3 separate regions of the Triticum aestivum genome follow, and all the other regions are linked to region 1. The links are chromatin contacts, called in public Hi-C maps. All regions are on one chromosome and are shown on one strand. Each heading gives the region's core, a stretch centred on a gene start, on an enhancer-like site or on the middle of the called end of the contact. The rest is flanking DNA. Distances are from core to core; before and after follow the strand shown. Region 1 holds the start of LOC123187324 (symplekin). Region 2 holds the start of LOC123187331. Region 3 holds the start of LOC123187328.

The links. Hi-C and Micro-C count contacts between places; a contact is called where the count stands out from the background.
Region 2: a Hi-C map of leaf shows a contact between it and region 1, with 4 times the contacts expected there. The contact joins the promoter of LOC123187331 here to the promoter of LOC123187324 in region 1. A contact is called at or near these places in 2 of 5 Hi-C or Micro-C datasets (both in leaf).
Region 3: a Hi-C map of leaf shows a contact between it and region 1, with 5 times the contacts expected there. The contact joins the promoter of LOC123187328 here to the promoter of LOC123187324 in region 1. A contact is called at or near these places in 3 of 5 Hi-C or Micro-C datasets (all in leaf) and 1 of 1 datasets of contacts at active chromatin or transcription factors (leaf).

Annotation. Positions count from the first base shown.
Region 1 is chr2A:43,176,640-43,179,724 of IWGSC CS RefSeq v2.1, reverse strand. It overlaps LOC123187324 (symplekin), which reads left to right and starts at 1,642. Exons shown (of 28, transcript XM_044599168.1): 1 at 1,642-1,944; 2 at 2,335-2,494; 3 at 2,577-2,672; 4 at 2,757-2,871; 5 at 2,956-3,085. The coding sequence starts at 1,757. It overlaps LOC123187325, which reads right to left. Exons shown (of 2, transcript XM_044599169.1): 2 at 1,774-2,042.
Region 2 is chr2A:43,534,273-43,537,357 of IWGSC CS RefSeq v2.1, reverse strand. It overlaps LOC123187331, which reads right to left and starts at 1,679. Exons shown (of 3, transcript XM_044599172.1): 1 at 1,507-1,679.
Region 3 is chr2A:43,480,196-43,483,280 of IWGSC CS RefSeq v2.1, reverse strand. LOC123187328 reads right to left here and starts at 1,415. Exons shown (of 2, transcript XM_044599170.1): 1 at 1,027-1,415; 2 at 452-903. The coding sequence starts at 1,315. The coding sequence ends at 590.

The DNA.
Region 1 (3,085 bases), core at 393-2,892:
ATCTTTGTTGTGCAAAATACCACCAAGGCCGAGCATAAATGCTAGGTCTCTCTTATTGTGAGACCGTAACAACTCTCGCCTACATGTTTCCTCGAGTGGGCCGGCCCAACAACCTAGCGAGCGGTTGTTGGAAGGTTCTATCTACATTTGGGATTTATCTAAAAAAAATCAACATTTGGGATTGGCTTTACGAACCTTCTGTTCTGTGTGGTTTTTTTTGTTTTCCTACGTTTTCCTTCATCGGTTTACTGGTTTTTTCAGCTTTTGTCTTCTTTTCCCCTCTCCCCTTCTGTTTTTTAAATACATGTCAACTTTTTGTAACACATCTCAAATATCTTTCGTGTATAGGTGAACATTTTTAGATGCATGTTGAACAGTTTTCAAATTCATGTTGAATATTTATTCAAATACATGTCACACACTTGTAAAATGCACATTTGAACATTTTTTAATACACAGTGAACATTTTTCAAGAATGGCATTAACATTTTTGTAAAACAAGCAAACCATTTAGTTAGTATTTATGAAATTCTTTTCAAATGAGAAAAACATTTTTTATATGCTATGTATATTTTTTAAAAATTGCACGAACAGAATTTTACATTTCATGAACATTTTCTAAAATATCATGAACATATTTTTAAACGTTCGAACATTTTTGATATATCATGCATAATTATTTGAATGTCACAAATATTTTTAGTCAATTATGTGAGAAATTTTTATATTTTCATGAGCATTTCTTAAACATCTAAACATTTTTGTAAATGTTGTGAAAATTTTGTTCAAAGGATATGAATATTCTTCTTATGCCATGAATATTTTAAAGAAAATTGGAGGAACAAACGGGAGCATATCATACGGAAACCAACATTCGATGAAAATCGGTGAAAACTATGAGAAATAGATGTTTTGAAGTTTTAAATTTTTTTGAAGAAAATGTGGGATGTCAAGAGGATGATGTTTTATTAGCACACAAAATTTCAAGTTGAAACACATTGCGAGATGTGAGCTATGAAAAAGACAAAATCAGCATTGAATAGTCCAAAATAGTAATGTCACTATTCAGGGCTGAATTTGTCTTTTTCATAGCTCACATCTCGTAATGTTTTTCAACTTGAAATTTTGTGTAGCAATAAAACATCACCTTCTTAACATCGCACATTTTTTTCAGATTTTTTTGAAACTTTAAAATATGGTTTTCATGAATTTTTCATTAAATATTGGTTTCCTATGCTATTCAACGCTGATTTAGTCTTTTTCATAGCTCACATCTCGTAATGTGTTTCAACTAGAAATTTTGTGTGGCAATAAAACATCATACTCTTAACATCCCACATTTTTTTTAAACTTCAAAACATCTTTTTCTCGTGATTTTTACCGGTTTTCACCAAATGTTGGTTTCCGTATGATATTCTGCCTCAAACTATTGCTGCACTACCGTGAGCGGCCTAGCTGTAGGCTAGACCGACATACTCAAATCGCAGGTTTCTCTCTCAAGAAAAAACAAAACTCAAATCGTAGTAGGCAATCACGGTTCAGTCCGCAAAAGCCAGAGTTCATTCTTGTCGCTGCTCGGCCCATCACACTTAACAGGCCTGCTTACGCCCCGATTGGACACTTAAAGGCACCAAAAGGGCCGAGCCATTAATTTAAGCAAGAAACAGGAAAAAGGTTTTAAGTGGGGGAGAAACCACTACTCCCAGGACGCGCGTCGCCGGGGATCGCCGGAGCTAGGGTTCCGTCCGACCGTCCGATGGCGGTGGCCCTCCCGCCGGCCTTCCCTCCGCACGGCCTTCCCCAGCTGGACGCTTCTGCCGGGGACATGGGCCCGCGCCTCCTGCAGGTGCGCGGGCTCCGCCGGCTGCCGCTCCACGAGCTCGTCCCCCGCCTCGCCGAGCTCCGCGCCGACGAGGCCGGCCCCGTGCGCAAGGTCGTCGTCGAGTGAGTGCTCCCGCTCCTCTTATTCGGCCATTCCGTCGGGGCACTTCAGTGCTCTGTCCCGCTAGTCAGTTTCGTCTGCAACTTAACCTTGCAGCCTCCTGCCAATTCGGTTCGAGATAACTTAAATTGATAGTGAATTCATCAACAAAAGTAGCAGTAAAGTTAACCAAATGTGTAGTTTCTGTTATAAATGTTCTGGAGTTCTATACGTTGCAGTGGCCAATTACTCAAATGTGCAATTTATACTAGTACCAAATGCTAAGGTTTCATGTGGTGAAATGGCAGCTGAATGCTTTCTCTCATGATATCATCTGATATTGTTTTCGCCACGCACTGAAATATGCTCATATCTTGGCTTATGTTTTAATTCAACTCGTCCACCTGACATAGGATGATTGGTGAGATTGGGTCAAAGCACACTGTGTTTATACCTGACATGATGCCCTCTCTGCTGGATCTTTTGAACGATGAGACGCCGGCGGTTGCGAGACAGGCTGTTAAAACAGGAACAGACTTATTTGCCAAAGTACTGCAAGAGCTCGTTATCCAGGTAACTCTTAACAGCAGCACCTTTAAGAGTTGCCTGTGTGTGGACTTTGGCTCATGTTGCTGTTTGCCGGTTCTAAATCCAGGGTTTGTTCTCGAGTGGGGGGATTGACGAGTCACTCAAGTCATCATGGGAATGGATGCTCAAGCTTAAATCAGCGGTGTCGCTCATGGCATTTCAGGTAAGCCGCTATCCTCTTTTTGCATCCAGTTAATTGCATCATATCGGCTTACAGTTTCTTTCATTTGTGGCATTTCCATGTCAGCCTACCAGCAATGAAGGAGTCAGGATGCTGGCTGTTAAGTTTGTTGAAAAAACAGTTCTTATGCACACCCCGGATCCTAATATCACATCTGATCCACCAAACCAAGCTACAGAAGGTGGAACATGTGCTGTACTACTTTATACAAATGGCCTGTTTTAAAATTGGATTTACGACATGATAAATTGTCATCCCTTTGCAGATACGGGATTCAATATAGCATGGTTAAGGGGAGGTCACCCTTTGCTTAATGTTGGTGATCTAGCCATGGAAGCCAGCCAGAGCCTGGGACTGTTGCTAGAACAACTTAAGTCTCCTAAAATAAGATTACT
Region 2 (3,085 bases), core at 430-2,929, 360 kb before region 1:
GATGAAAAGAAAAAACTTGCCATGTTCCCATGTGCAGAAAGGAGTTTGATGAGCCCAAAGTAAGACGTGTGAAAACATGGGTTGTTCAAGGAAAATTTGGGGCATCTTGGCAGCGACTCAGATGGGCTGTCTCAGGTGTAAGAAGAGATGAGAACGACTAGAGAGCGTACTGGATTTGTAATACAAGAAAGTATCCAGGGAATTTCTAGATCCGGCAGATACTACATGCTTCAGGTTCAATCCTACATCCAGATTCCACCTTGGAGCCAGCCAAATAGACGACTTGCTTCAGGAGTCCGGTCCCATCTGGATCCATTTCCGGATCATGTAAGGTCATTTCATGGAGATGTTAAATTATGGTTAACTGCATTTGCATGGGTAGAGTACCTAAAAGGACAAAGCACTGGGCCATCTGTGTCAGTGCTATATAGATATACTTATCTATAAGAAAAACTCGAAGACATACTCACTGAGGTGAGAACTTCCAATATGACGAAAATACAGGCGCATACCACAGGAAGCAGATGAAACTAGATATCTGCAGGCAAATTAAATTGCCACTCCATCATCATTACCATATCTCTCGGCAAAAACCTACTAAACCAATGCGTTCATTCATCATCACTAAGCACACCAATTTCCTATGGCATCCTCTCAGAACAAGCATTGTACAGCTACTGCAAAGATTGTGGTAAGAAAAATATTTGCAATCATATTCCTTCTTTCATTCCTTTCATTTACTTTGGCATAAAATTTAAATGCATGTATATGTGTAATTTCTAAACTATGAGATAGGCACACCTCAGTACCAACAGGATGTAAAGGGATTACGAGACTACAAGAGCACTCAAACAACCAGTGAAACATACAACCAACACTAACCGCAGCAACATTCAAACAATCAAAGCCAACAGAATGCAAAACTATGACAGTTGCATTGCGACAACCAGCACCATGTAGTCATGGATGACGGGTAACATCATAAATCTCGCCAATGCTGCTGTGTGCAGCTGCCCCCACAGCCCAAATAAACACTACATGTATCAATTTCGGAAATTACAGGGCACAAACTCACCGAGCACATTCCCGGAAAAAAGTGGGGAAAAAAACTCGCTGTTCACATAAACGAGATTAGAGGGACAAATATTGCAGGGCTAGATACAGTAAAGTAGGGTTTGGGGCCGCGTGGTTCGGGAGAGGCGGCGGCCTGAGAGGAGGAAAGGGTTTGTGGGAGGAACCCGGGAGGGGCTGCCGGAGGGGACGCAATGGATGCTACATCTTCTGCTCCTACCACGCCATTGGAACACTCGCCCATGCATAGGATTGGAATTCGATCAGCACAGGAAGAAGAAACTAATCTCAAATCTAGTTGCATCCATTCATCCATCCATCCATCCATCCATCTAGGAGACAGAGCAGAGAGGAAACATGCATCCAGTTCGTCCATTCATACATCCATCCATCTAGGAGACAGAGTAGAGCGGCGACAGAGAGGAGAGAGCTCACCTGAGGCGACGTCGGGCGCCGAGGCCAGTGGACGGGGGCGGAGTCGGGCGAGGCGTGCGTCGAGGCCAGCGGCCGGGGCGGGCTGTCGGGCGACGCGGCGGCGCGAGCCCTAGTGTGGGGGAGTTGGGGGATCGAGCAACAGAGAGGACGACTCGTCTGGTGCGGGCGGCCACTAGTGGCAGTTTCTTGGTAATTTGCCCCTCAAATTGGGGTACTACCATAGCTGGCCAAACGGGCCGGCCCGGCCTGGCCCGGCGAGGCCCATCCTAATCGTGCCTGGCACGGCCCGGCCCGCCGAGACATGATTATTATACGGGCCGTGCCAGCCCGCGTGCTGCAGCCTCCAGCCTAAGCACGACCCATATGCTAATTGGGCCGGCCCACCAGCACGCTAGGCCCGCTAATCTGACTCCTTTTTTGCGCACTGTACTTTTTTAAGCCTAGTTTTACTTGTTGGGCCACATTAGGATACATAAAAAATAAAAAATAAAAGATAATCGGGTCGTGTCGTGTCGGCCCGCGTGCTCGGCCTTCATGCCCAGGCACGTCCCTGGCGTGCCGCATGCCGGGCCTGGCCCGTTTAGCACGTGTTGTGTCATGCCAGGCCCGTGCCGTGTCGGCCGTGCTACCGGGCCGGCCCAATTATCCCGGCTCGTTTGGCCACCTATAGGTACTACCTTAAATCGAAGGGCACTATTAGGCGTCGGCGCGCCGGGCGAAAGTTTCGGCCGGTCGCCCCCCTCCTCCTCCCCCGTCGTTGATATCTCGAATCATTTACCTACCTCTCTTAACGCTTGGTCAACGGCTGGATAAAACACCATGACTCGCTCGCCTCTGCCAAGATAGCCGCGAGTGCGTCCAATGTGAGCGAGGCGCGGTAGCAGCCTTGCGTCGTCGTCTCACTGCAGCATCGTCGTTCAAGGGAAGCATGCCGGCACGATAGTTGCAGCTGGGTGCAGAGCATGCCGGTTCCAGCTCGCCCCCCGCACATGTCGTAATACCCCCCCTCCCCTCGCCGGCTGCAGCTCCACCATGGGCGATTGCAGCTCGCAGCCAAGTCGGTTCCAGCATTTCGCCCAGCCGGTCGTAGCACGATGTAGTCATTCCAGCACCTTCCTCCTGCCGGTTGCAGCTCCTCTACGAAACACCACAAAAAAATCAGCAAGAAAAACCATGTTCATGGGTGGTAGCAAAAAACAGAAGTTGTCCCACCAAAAACACAACACCAGTTTTAGCAAAATGCATCGCTGCCGACCATCACAACAACAAAAAAACTCACCGGATCTAGCAAGATGTTTGGCCGGTTGTAGCAAAACAAAAGGCCGATGCAGCAAAACGGCTCGAATCGTCGTCCGGTTGTAGCACTGGTCATCTATGGATGCAGCTTTTCGCAGACTAGTTCCAACAAAAAAAATTGCTGGTTGCAGCTTTCCGCCCGGTCGGTTCCAGCAAAAAAAACTAGTCGTTTGTAGCACAAGGGGTCGTCATCTCCATCACAAGCTACCGCTGGTTGCAACGCCGTTGCAACTGCTACCTCGCTGCACTGCCTGTCACAAAACAAACCGTGGCTGCGGCCGCC
Region 3 (3,085 bases), core at 166-2,665, 300 kb before region 1:
CTCACTCACCTTTTATAGCCATTGGATGTGGTGCTACAAGATGCGTGTGTGCTGACGTGGGTTGTATCCGTTCTTGTTTTCCAGGTGAATGAGACCAAATTACGTCTCATCTAGATGAGTTCTAGGTACTCCCTAAGTTGAATGGTGGTGTACCGCGGGGTTCGGTGTCGGACCTGCTCCTGCATCAATGCAATGACATTTCTGCATCAATGTGGACTGCCATCCTTGAAACTGAAATCTTGTAATCTCGCAGTAAGGTAACACAATGAGCACACACTCGGCATCTGCGTGACCAGGAATAGCGCGTGGTGCCGGATGGTGCGCGACCTGGATAAACCGTTGGATCTCAACAGCAACTAGCCAGCACGCTTGGCGATTCGACGGCGGCACGAGCAACGCATGGTGCCGCATCACCAGAAAAAACGGATTCAGACGGCGGGACAGAGGCCGGTGGACGTATTTTCAGTTTTTCACGCACGTTCAGGGCAGTGTTCCATGGCTACAACGAAAGGGCAACTCTCTGGCGACGACGCCTTGCCGCTCCTCTCGCGAAATGTACACGTTCCTAGCTCCTCCTACCATTTCCGGTTCATTTAGATGGTACATCCTCGCACTCGGCGTGCCCGCTCGACGACGACTCTGTGATGCTCTGCAGCGCCGGGCGCCAGTGCCGGCTTCTGCCTCCCCCGCGGGCGGCCGCCATGCTCCGGTGGTGCCGGTCCTTCTCCGGCTGCTTCCGTTGCTGATGGTCGGCGGGCTGCCTCTGTTCTGTAGTGGCCGCGTTGTCGCCTCTCGGCCTCGGCGGCTGCCGGCGCCGGTGCAGCCGCGGCCGCTTCTGCTCGATCGCCTCGTCGCAACCGCGCGTCCTCTCCTGCCTCCTCGTCTGCACGGCCTTGGTCACCTCTGCACGCACGCGCCACGGTCGATCGATTGGTTAATCTCCATCTCCATGTAAGAAAGAGAGGGAACCGGACAGGACGCAAAAGAATCCAATCCAAGAACCGTTGGCGGATGCAGGGCACGAACCTTGGGAGGTGATTAGGCGGTAGACCTGGCCGAGGTGGAGCGTGTCCCTCGGCTTGAGGAGCTTCACCTTGGTTATCCTGGCATCTCCTCCTTCTCCGGCGACTGCTGGGTCTGGGTCAACGCCGCCGCCGGCAGAGACGTGATGGAGGAGGACGAGCGCGACGTAGTGGCCGGGGTTCCTGCGCATGACGTCCGCCGCGGTGGCCGGCCAGTGGAGGCGCTCCACCTTGCCGTCGCCCGGGTGCTGGATCACCACGGCCGCCGCGTCCGCCGCCTGGCAGTTCCCCATGTCCGTCGGTGTGAGTTCTCGCGTGCGGACTCTGGATTCTGATGAGACGAGAAGGACGGGGCGTGGTTGGGATTATATGGGGGAGCCGAGACGAGAGGGAGAGGAGTGTGATTAGCGAGGTGGTAAAGGAAGCCATTTTTAATCTGCTTGTGGACGTGCGATGTTGGCTGTTGCGAGGTGATAAAACGAAGGAGTCAACCAACGCTGGTTGATTAGTTAATTAGGGTTCGTAGAAAATTGGCCGGCCGGATGGATGGAACAGAGCATATGTAACCTCTTGTTGGGCAGGCATGTCGTGGGCGCGCCATATGCATGGTGACAATGCTCTGCAGGCCGCGGGCAGTTCTACCAACTGGACTGGACTATGAAAGAGTCGTCACATGTAAACTTATGAACCTTTTATAATAGATTTGTTCTACTAGTTCTTATGAACCTTTTATGATATATTTGTTCCCTTTTTTTTGCAAACCTTTTTTTTTTGCAAAAGAAGGAGATTCCCCGAATAACTCTTGTGTTTATAAATGCTCCACAACTGGCGAGAATTACTACTCCTCTATTCTATCTATAAATATATTGTATATTAGTTTTGTCCCGGTTCAAATTTTGTAACGTCTGACCAAGTTTACCAAAGAAAAAGAAAAACAACAACCAATAGCAAATCACTATTGTTAGATGCATCGTGGAATATATCTTTAGCACCTTATCTATTCCGTATTTTGGGTGTCAATATTCTTTAGCCGAACCTGGTTGGAGTAAACAAAATTTTGATTTCTGACAAAAAGGATGTGTTTTGAATGGCGAGAGTATTCACAAATGATCTCATGCACCATGCTCTCCTCACCATGTGGCGCCATGGCAGGCGAAGACACGGGGTACACGTGTGTGCCACCGCAACGTCAGGGCCGGAGTTGGGCCGTGGGCACCCAGGGCCCAGGCTCGAGGTGTGGGGATTTTTATTTACTCTTACCTATAAAGAGTGTGTATTTTCCTTACAATGGGTAGTATCGTAGACCGGTATTATGCGTCATATACTAGTTTACGATATTACCTCCCGAATGCATTATATTATAGCATAATATCATACTTCACCTCATTTGGTTTCTTGTACAATCCAAATACAAAGACGTGTCTCGGATCTATTTCTTATCAACATTTATCATTTAAATGTTGTAATATTATATCACATTACGATACTAGAATCTTTTCTCACATCCTTAGTTGCACGGATATATTATCCCTATTTTGCTTACGGGGGTAGTACATGATACTTTTATGATATTTGCACAACGGGAGACATAATACTTATGCTACCAAAGATTCTTCACATGTATTATATTTACTTTACCAAAAAGAACTTTTCATCCCGTTTGTAGGTTATTCGTGTTTGTACACACGAGCTAAGTACATGCTCGGTTTTGTAGAGACCACATAACATGGAGCTGTTTATAGCGGCATCGACCAAGCCAGAGAGGTCTTACCTATGGATTGCGGTTTAGTTTGCACCCTGGGCTTTTAGTATCCGCTTATGTCAAACCATGTCACACTTCATGTGTATGTTTTTGGATGTATTGGGTTGTGTGTATCTGGTTATGCAGAGGATACGTTTGCACTTAGTGTGGTTGTATCATCTTGAAGCCACTATTGAATGAAATTCGTTGTATTGACAAAAAATCTGACCAGTCAACTACCCTAAAAGAGGCTCTGGTACACATACTTGCTCCTACCATCTATTTTGCACCATACAACTTCATTTGGGATTGTTTGCTATCA